Regions from separate parts of the Macaca mulatta genome. Here region 1 is linked to region 2. A link is a contact called in public Hi-C data. All regions are on one chromosome and are shown on one strand. The core of a region is the stretch at or near the end of the contact, and the rest is flanking DNA. Distances in the headings are between cores, read along the strand shown. Region 1 holds the start of APAF1 (apoptotic peptidase activating factor 1). Region 2 holds the start of TMPO (thymopoietin).

Region 1 (3,845 bases), core at 1,186-3,685, 130 kb before region 2:
CCCGGGTTTACGCCATTCTCCTGCCTCAGCCTCCCGAGTAGCTAGGACTACAGGCGCCTGCCGCCTCGCCCGGCTAGTTTTTTGTATTTTTTAGTAGAGACGGGGTTTCACCGTGTTCGCCAGGATGGTCTCGATCTCCTGACCTCGTGATCCGCCCGTCTCGGCCTCCCAAAGTGCTGGGATTACAGGCTTGAGCCACCGCGCCCGGCCACATTATCATTTTTTACAATAAAATACTTCCTTTTTAAATTAAGATTATATAAAATAGGGATTACACTGAAGTCCTAATACTAAGAGACTTCTTGTTTTCCTTATCAAACATAAGAGTGAATAGAGCATTGTTACTATTGAGTATTAGTTCTCATTCAAGGAGGACGTCAGCTCTAGGTCTTCCTTTCTAAACACATTTCCCACAAAGCAACAGGAAATACTTTCTGATGTCGTTTCTCAGACCAAGAGGACATGAGGAAAGAACAATAGCCTTTATAGTAAAATACTTGACGTTTCTAGCAACTTTATTTCAAATATAATGCAAATTTTTCCATGGGCATAAACCCAGTTCACAATGTCTCCAAGTTTTCAAAACATTAACAGAACTCTATCCAATGTATAGAAAGAGTGTAAACGGGCTTATTAATTCATTTATTCAATACACATTTGTGCTCCTCTCTATATGTCAGACACCAAGACTACAGAAAAGATTGAGTCATCTCCCTGAAATAATTCACAGTCTAGTCAAAGAAGAAAAAGAGAGAGGGAGTAGGAATGTCAACGTCCAAAGTGCAAAAACAGGGCACAAGCAACTTGGAGCTCACAGAAGGGGGCAGTAATTATCAAACTTCAATGACTGTTTTTGAAGTCACCAAATGTAGCACTTGGAAAAATAGGGACGTAGGGTATTTGCCTATGCTTGTCAAGGCTAACAAAATGCCCAGTAGGGGCACGAAACTGATAAAAAGTTGATTGGAATTAAAACTGTCATTTTTTAAAATGTTAATAACGTTTTTGTCCTCTTAAACATAAAATGTTCCTCAATTTATAGTAATGAAATTCGATGTGAAAAAACAAGAATGAATGAATTTTTTAGGTTATGCCCAATAGCTAAGCAAATAGACACTCTGGCTTTCTGACACTAATTTCCAATTTCACCTAGTCCTGTTAAACTAAAATATGCAAATCTTAAACACGTTTTAAAACTGCACAAATAATCTGAACTAAGTCTCAAAACCTTTTGTAACCCACAACAAAATGAAAAGCCAAAACTCTTCCTAGATGTAAAACAGAAAACACAGTGTACGTTCATCCATGAAAACCCTAAGTTTACTACTTCCTCGTTAGAGAATTTCTCTTCCTGGTACAGGAGCAGGATGGTTATCAAATATACCATGTCCTCAAATTATCAGTCCCTGAAACCAGCTACCGAGCCTCCAAAGAACCTGGCCCGGGGAGAAAAGCGAGGAGGTCAACTTACCCAAGCCTTTGCGCCTAGGTCTTACTGGGAAGGGCGGCACTGCCAGGACAAGACTGGGAGACTCCAGGCCGGTGGAGGGAAACGGCAACAGAGGTTTTCCACCGGGTATCAGGGGTGTGGGGCTCTGTCCCGTCACATACCCCGCGCCCCGGGGCAGGTCCGGGCCTCACAGGCGCCTCCTCTGGATCTCCGCAGCCCCGGGGCGCACGAAGACCCCCAGGGACCTCCGAAGGGTGGCGAGGTGGGCGTCCACCCACCGCAGTCTGACCCCACAGTCCCGGGGCGCCGCAGTGAGGCCTGGCCCACGGGCCGCCCTCCGGTGGAACCCACTCCTGGACACAAAGGGAGGAGGGCTCCCCGGCCTGTGGCGCCCTTCCCCCGACGGCGGCTGCACCCCGGGGGGAGCCCGGCGCTACTCCGGACGCCGCCGCGGCACCTCAAGTCTTCGCGGGTCGCCGACTGCCCAGACACTCCACCTCCGGTTCTGTCCCTTTTGCCCAGGATAGAGCAATCACGTCCACTCGCTCGCTACCTCTTCTCCACCTTTGGACAGCTGAGCAATCAAATCCCGCCGGACCCACCCAGCCCGGACTGCGCGCGCCCGCTTATGCAAATAAACACACCCGAAGCCCCAAGGGGCGGCCGCCGGCGCCGCGCACTCCCGCCACGGCTCGTGCCCGCGCTCGTAGAAGTGCCCGCCTATCCCGCGGAGGGGGCTTGGCTTCGCCTCAGGGACTGGCCGCGTTCCCATCAAGGCCTGACTCGGGCGGGGGCGGCGCGCCCGACGTGGCGCGCGCGACCCCTTTGTCCCGCCCCACCTCCTCGGGTCCCGTCGGCCTGAGCGCGCCCGGGAGTTTGAATTTCTTCGGATTTGGAGCAATATCGCAGTGGAAGGCGCTGTGGGGTGAGGTCGCCGCGCACCTCTCCTAGGGGAACTTTGGAGCTGGTAGCTGAAAGACTCAGTGAAGCAACGAGGATGGCGGGGAGAGGGAAGGGGCTGGGCTCTGGGCGGTGCCAAGTCTGTGAAGGGGCGCGGTCACCGCCCAGGGTTCCCGCGATCGCCAAGGCAGCCACGTCCTGCTACCCCTGGTGAAGAAGCTGCCCGGGGCTTCAACTTCCTAGGGCCTCCAGACATGTCTGAGGTGAAGAGCCGGAAGAAGTCGGGGCCCAAGGGAGCCCCCGCTGCGGAGCCCGGGAAGCGGAGCGAGGGCGGGAAGACCCCCGAGGACCGGGGCGGCGGAGGCGGGGGCTGGGCAGACCCCCGAACGGGCCTGAGCCTGCTGTCGCTGGGGACGTGCCTGGGCCTGGCCTGGTAAGTGGACGCGAGGCTGCCCGGGCCGGCCTCCTGTGGGCCCCCTGCTGTTTGTTCTCCCACCCGGCTCAGCATCCCCCCGGAGGTGATCCAACCCCCCAGAGCTGGGCCTTCTGTGCTCTGTCTTGACCCCAAAGGAAGGAAACAGCCCAGCCTTGTTTTTCCCTTTCGCGCGTATCTTATATCTCATTTTCCCCCGTACTGGTAGCATGCCTCTATCGCTCAGAGGGACTTGAGGCTAAAGTTTGGGAACGAGCCGCTTGTTAAGAGCTGCAGATTCGGCCACGCTTTCTGAAGCGCCCGCTTCACGTTAGAAGCGTTCACGTTGTTATAAACCGTTACTTCCTGTCCACTGTGCCCCAGTCCGGGACACATCTGCCCCACCCTACTCGCCCCATAAATGCCTAATGGAAATATTTGCAACCTTGAAATAGATCATTATGTTGGGAGACCGAGGCAGGTGGATCACTTGAAGTCAGGAGTTCGAGACTAGCCTGACCAACATGGTGAAACCCCATCTCTACCAAAAATACGAATAATCAGCCAGGCGTGGTGGTGGGCGCCTGTAGTCCCAGTTCCTCTGGAGGCCGAGGCAGGAGAATCGCTTGAACCCGGGAGGCGGAGGTTGCAGTGAGCCAAGATCACACCACTGCACTCCAGCCTGGGCGACCGAGTGAGACTCCGTCTCAAAAAAAAAAAAAAAGGAAAGAAAAAAAAAAGAAAAAGATCATTATGATCCCAAAGGAGCAAACGTTATAGTAGCAGAGCTTGGAGGAGTGCTCATATTTTGATCACCGTGCGTGCGTTATGAATTTAATTATTTTTATAATTTTATTAAGTTACAGATTGAACTTTAATATGGTAAAGCTACAAAACATAGCACTTGTGTTCACTTTAAACAGTTGCAGTTTTAAAACCAGGTAAATGGCAATATAATAGTGTCATTAGGAAAAATGAGTATTAGAAATAACCTTAAAACCAACTTGTAAGTTTTGTTTTCCCAGTCTTCTTTTTTTTTTCTGGGGTGAGGTGATAGCCCATTTCATTTTAGTAAGATTGGTA
Region 2 (3,725 bases), core at 1,059-3,558:
GAGTGAGCCTCCGCGCCCGGCCTCAACCAACGTCTACTGAAAGAGTTTAAATACTACCTTCTTTTTCAGAACAGGGGAACATAATGGGTAAAAGGGCACACTTTACTTCAAAAGTAAATTTGTTTATTAATAAATTAAAGTAGCTTTCCACAAAACAAGACGTTGAAACAATAAGGTGTGATAGGTCTTTTATTTATTGTACAATTATTTTGCACTACTATGTGTCACACACCGGACTTAAGACGTTTGTTAAGACGTTCAACTTCTCTAAAACTTAGGATAAGATTTTCAATTAAATTTACCTGTGTCTATTACATTTGTCTTTCATTTTTGCCTGAGTAGCTGGGAAAACACATTAGACAGGTTCCTTAAAAACTAAAGTAAACTTTGAAGGAAGGAGTAATTTCGGTTTACACTAGTGATAACTCGCAACAACCCCAAACACCACATTCACTGTCTCTTACAAGGCATTTTATGTTACACCAATTACTAGTTTTAGCTTCATCCTACTACGACTTGAAGCCTGGTAACTCGGCAGGCATAAGCAAACACACAAAAAGCATATTAAAATCCACAGGAAAAAAAGCAAACTATTCTCAAACAAAACATGCTTTGCTGGAGCCGATTTGAGATTTAACCAGGATCAGACATTCCAAATTGCAATACTGTTGCACCAGAATGTCATGCAATAAATTTTTCCTGAATCCTCTTTCCTTTCCTCAAGCAAAATTTACCAGTAAGGGAGAAAAACGCAATCCAAACTGTGAGTAATTTTCAAATATTTGTTTATAGGGCCGGGTCCGGTGGCTCACGCCTGTTATCCCAGAACTTGGGAGGCCGAGGTGAGTGGACCACCTGAGGTCAGGAGTTCGAGACCGGCCTAACCAACATGGAGAAACCCGGTTTCTACTAAAATACAAAAATTACCCGGGCGTGGCGACGCATGCCGGTAATCCTAGCTACTCGGGAGGCTGAGGCAGGAGAATCGCTTGAACCCGGGAGGCGGAAGTGGCAGTGAGCCGACATCACGCCATTGCACGCCAGCCTGGGCAACAGGAGCGAAACTCCATCTCAAAAATAAATAAATAAATATTTAAAAATTATAATAGGCGCTTTAAAATGTAGTTTAAACTGTTCCTTTCAATTCTGCGTGAAGCCGTCCCGCCAAAAGATGTCCTGTTGGTGGGAAAAATTAAACTAGAAAACATAAACGGTTCAAAAAGCCCTCCATACGCAAAAGTATAAAAAGGCGGGAATTTCCTTAATTCAAATTTTGGTTAGAAATTAGTGTGTCATCAGTTGCCCTCCAGGGAGCGCTGTGAGACTCTGCTGCGAGTCATTTCAGTTAATAAAGCGGGAAAACGCTCGAACTTAACCTATAGCATTTTGGGGCCACCCCTCCAGAGCTTTCGAAAGGCCACGGAAGTCCCCGTCTAAACGCCCGCTGCCGGCAGCTGGTGGTCCAGGGAAGCCGCGTCGCCCGCGTGCAAAACAACCGCCACCAACGCAACTCCACACCTCCCAGACACACACGTCAAAGAACGCGAATCCCGGTGCCCCAACTTCTGGCCTCTCCGCTCCAGCGCCTGCAGCCCCGCGGGGAAGGGGCAACGCGAGGGGGCGCAGGGACAGCCCCGCACCTGGGAGGCCCAAGGGGGCGCCCGGGAGGGAGGGGCTGCAAACGGCGGCGAGCGCGCGCGGCAACCGCCAAACGCCCGCCTTTGTGGCCCCGGCCCCGCGTCCTTACCCTGCCGACGGCTGCTCGGCTCCGGCCCGCGGCGGCGGCCACAGAGCCGAGAATCGGCGTGGGCTCGCGTTCCTCGTCACTGGAGAAGTCCGGGGGCCCCTTGCTGTTGGCGCCGGCGGCGAGCGGCGGCCGGTTGCGCGCCGTGAGGTGCTGCAGGTAGAGCTGGACGTACACGTCTTTGCGCTGCTCCCCAGCCGGCAGCGTCACATTGTTGGCGACCAACTCACTCTTCAACTTGTCCTTCGTCAGGACCGAGGGGTCTTCCAGGAAGTCCGGCATCTCGGGGATCTGCGAAGCCCCCTCCCCGCAGCCTTCGCTGCCGCCGCTCACGCCGGCGCGCTCGCTCCTGGCCGGGGGCCGCGCTGCCGCCTCCGAGCCTCACGGCTCCTGCCCAGTAGGAGCGCTGCGGAGCGGAGCAAAAACTCGCGGACACAAAGCCAAGCCAGACCCGGACACAAAAGACCCCAGAGCCGAACTACGGACGAAGTGCAGCCAAGCTGGAAGCCCGCACCAACCCCAGCCTACACACTACAGGCAGGAGGCGAGCAGCTTGCTTCGCCCACGCCCCAAGAACGCGCGGCGCCATTGGCGGGCGACGGGAGGAAGCGCGGCGGTGATTGGCGGGACGGCCCGCGCGGGTTCCATTAGCCGCCGCGCTGAGCGAGAGGAGGTAGAAACGCAGTTTAAAAGGCGCTGGGGCGGGAGCCGAGGCGCCCGGCCCGCTTCTGTTTTCATTTTCTCCACCCTTCCCCTTAGACGCCGATAAGGGACAGGTCGTACTGCTTTTGTGCGCCGTTTCCTCTCCCTCCCCCAGCTTGAGAAGCAGCTTTCGTCTCTGGGGTCGATCGCCTACGAACCGGCCGAATTCCACGCCGGCTGTGAGGACCCTTGTCTGGGCCTTTCTTCCTCCCGGGACACTGAAGCACCGAAGAGTAGCCGCAGCCTTGCCTTCCCCAAACGCTAGCCATGAAGGGGAAGAAAAGAAGCGAGACTTGTCTGCAGGCACTCATATTCCTTGATTTGATTTACTTTGGGAGGGGGAGGGCAGGGAGTTACCCCTCTGTCTACTCGCGAACGCTTCTTTTGTTCCAGAAACCCGGGAGAAGCCAGACCTCTACCATCGGGCACTTTACCCTTGAATTTGTGACAAAAGTGTACTATACCGTTCACTTCTTAGTCTCGTAGTTGGGGCATGTCTAAATTGTTTAATTTGAACAGTGCGTTGAGACTCAAGACAAATTCGCGCTTGCATTTTTGTTGAAACCGATCCTGGCTTTGGATCCCACTAACGTTTGATAACAAAACGAAGCCGAACCCTTGGGAACCCCCTCAATGGTCAATTTAAAATAGCAGATGTTGCGTAATCCTAAAGGAAGCCTAGTGACCTATAATTAGGCCGAGAACCCTAATCAAACCCGTATTACTAATCCAAATTAAAACCTGGTAGTGACTGCAATTAAAATGTTTGCCTGAAAATTAGTATCACTGATGACAAATATTTGTATTTCTGATGAATATGTATGATTAAAGATTCTAGAAAAGAAAGGAGACCTTGGATCAAGAATGTGTTAATAATTTCCCCAGAATCTGAGCTCCAAACTATATTTTAGAAACTGATTACATTTTTTTTGGTTTGCCTGCTTTCTACACTGTTAGGTTAGAATATATTTAAAACAAACGCTTTCACTAAAAATGTTTCCTATGATTTAAGCGACTTACTTTTGTTCAAATTGAGGAGATACTTCTTTTAGTGATATTTTCCTAGAGGTAACTAGTTTATAAAAATCTCAGTATCCATATATAAGCAATGGTATTAAGCTCAATAATGCAAATTAAAAATCAGGTTTTAATTAGCAAGTTGTTAGGTAGATTTTTATGATCCCTTGTAAAAGTTACTTGGTTTTTTGCCCCTACGGCTTCCCTGGACACATAGGCAAATGTTTTTATCTTCAGAAGGGGAACTGAGCTGAGAGGCAAA

Evidence for each region. A called contact is a pair of places that touch in the nucleus more often than the background predicts.
Region 1: a contact with region 2 is called in a Hi-C map of fetal cortex germinal zone, with 2.4 times the contacts expected there. The contact joins the promoter of APAF1 here to the promoter of TMPO in region 2. A contact is called at or near these places in 2 of 14 Hi-C or Micro-C datasets (fetal cortex germinal zone and fetal cortical plate).

The regions. Positions count from the first base shown.
Region 1 is chr11:105,939,570-105,943,414 of T2T-MMU8v2.0, reverse strand. APAF1 (apoptotic peptidase activating factor 1) reads right to left here and starts at 2,435. Exons shown (of 27, transcript XM_015152496.3): 1 at 1,472-2,435. IKBIP (IKBKB interacting protein) reads left to right here and starts at 2,517. Exons shown (of 2, transcript XM_015152522.3): 1 at 2,517-2,783. The coding sequence starts at 2,605.
Region 2 is chr11:105,806,349-105,810,073 of T2T-MMU8v2.0, reverse strand. It overlaps TMPO (thymopoietin), which reads right to left and starts at 2,308. Exons shown (of 4, transcript NM_001261527.1): 1 at 1,748-2,308. The coding sequence starts at 2,026.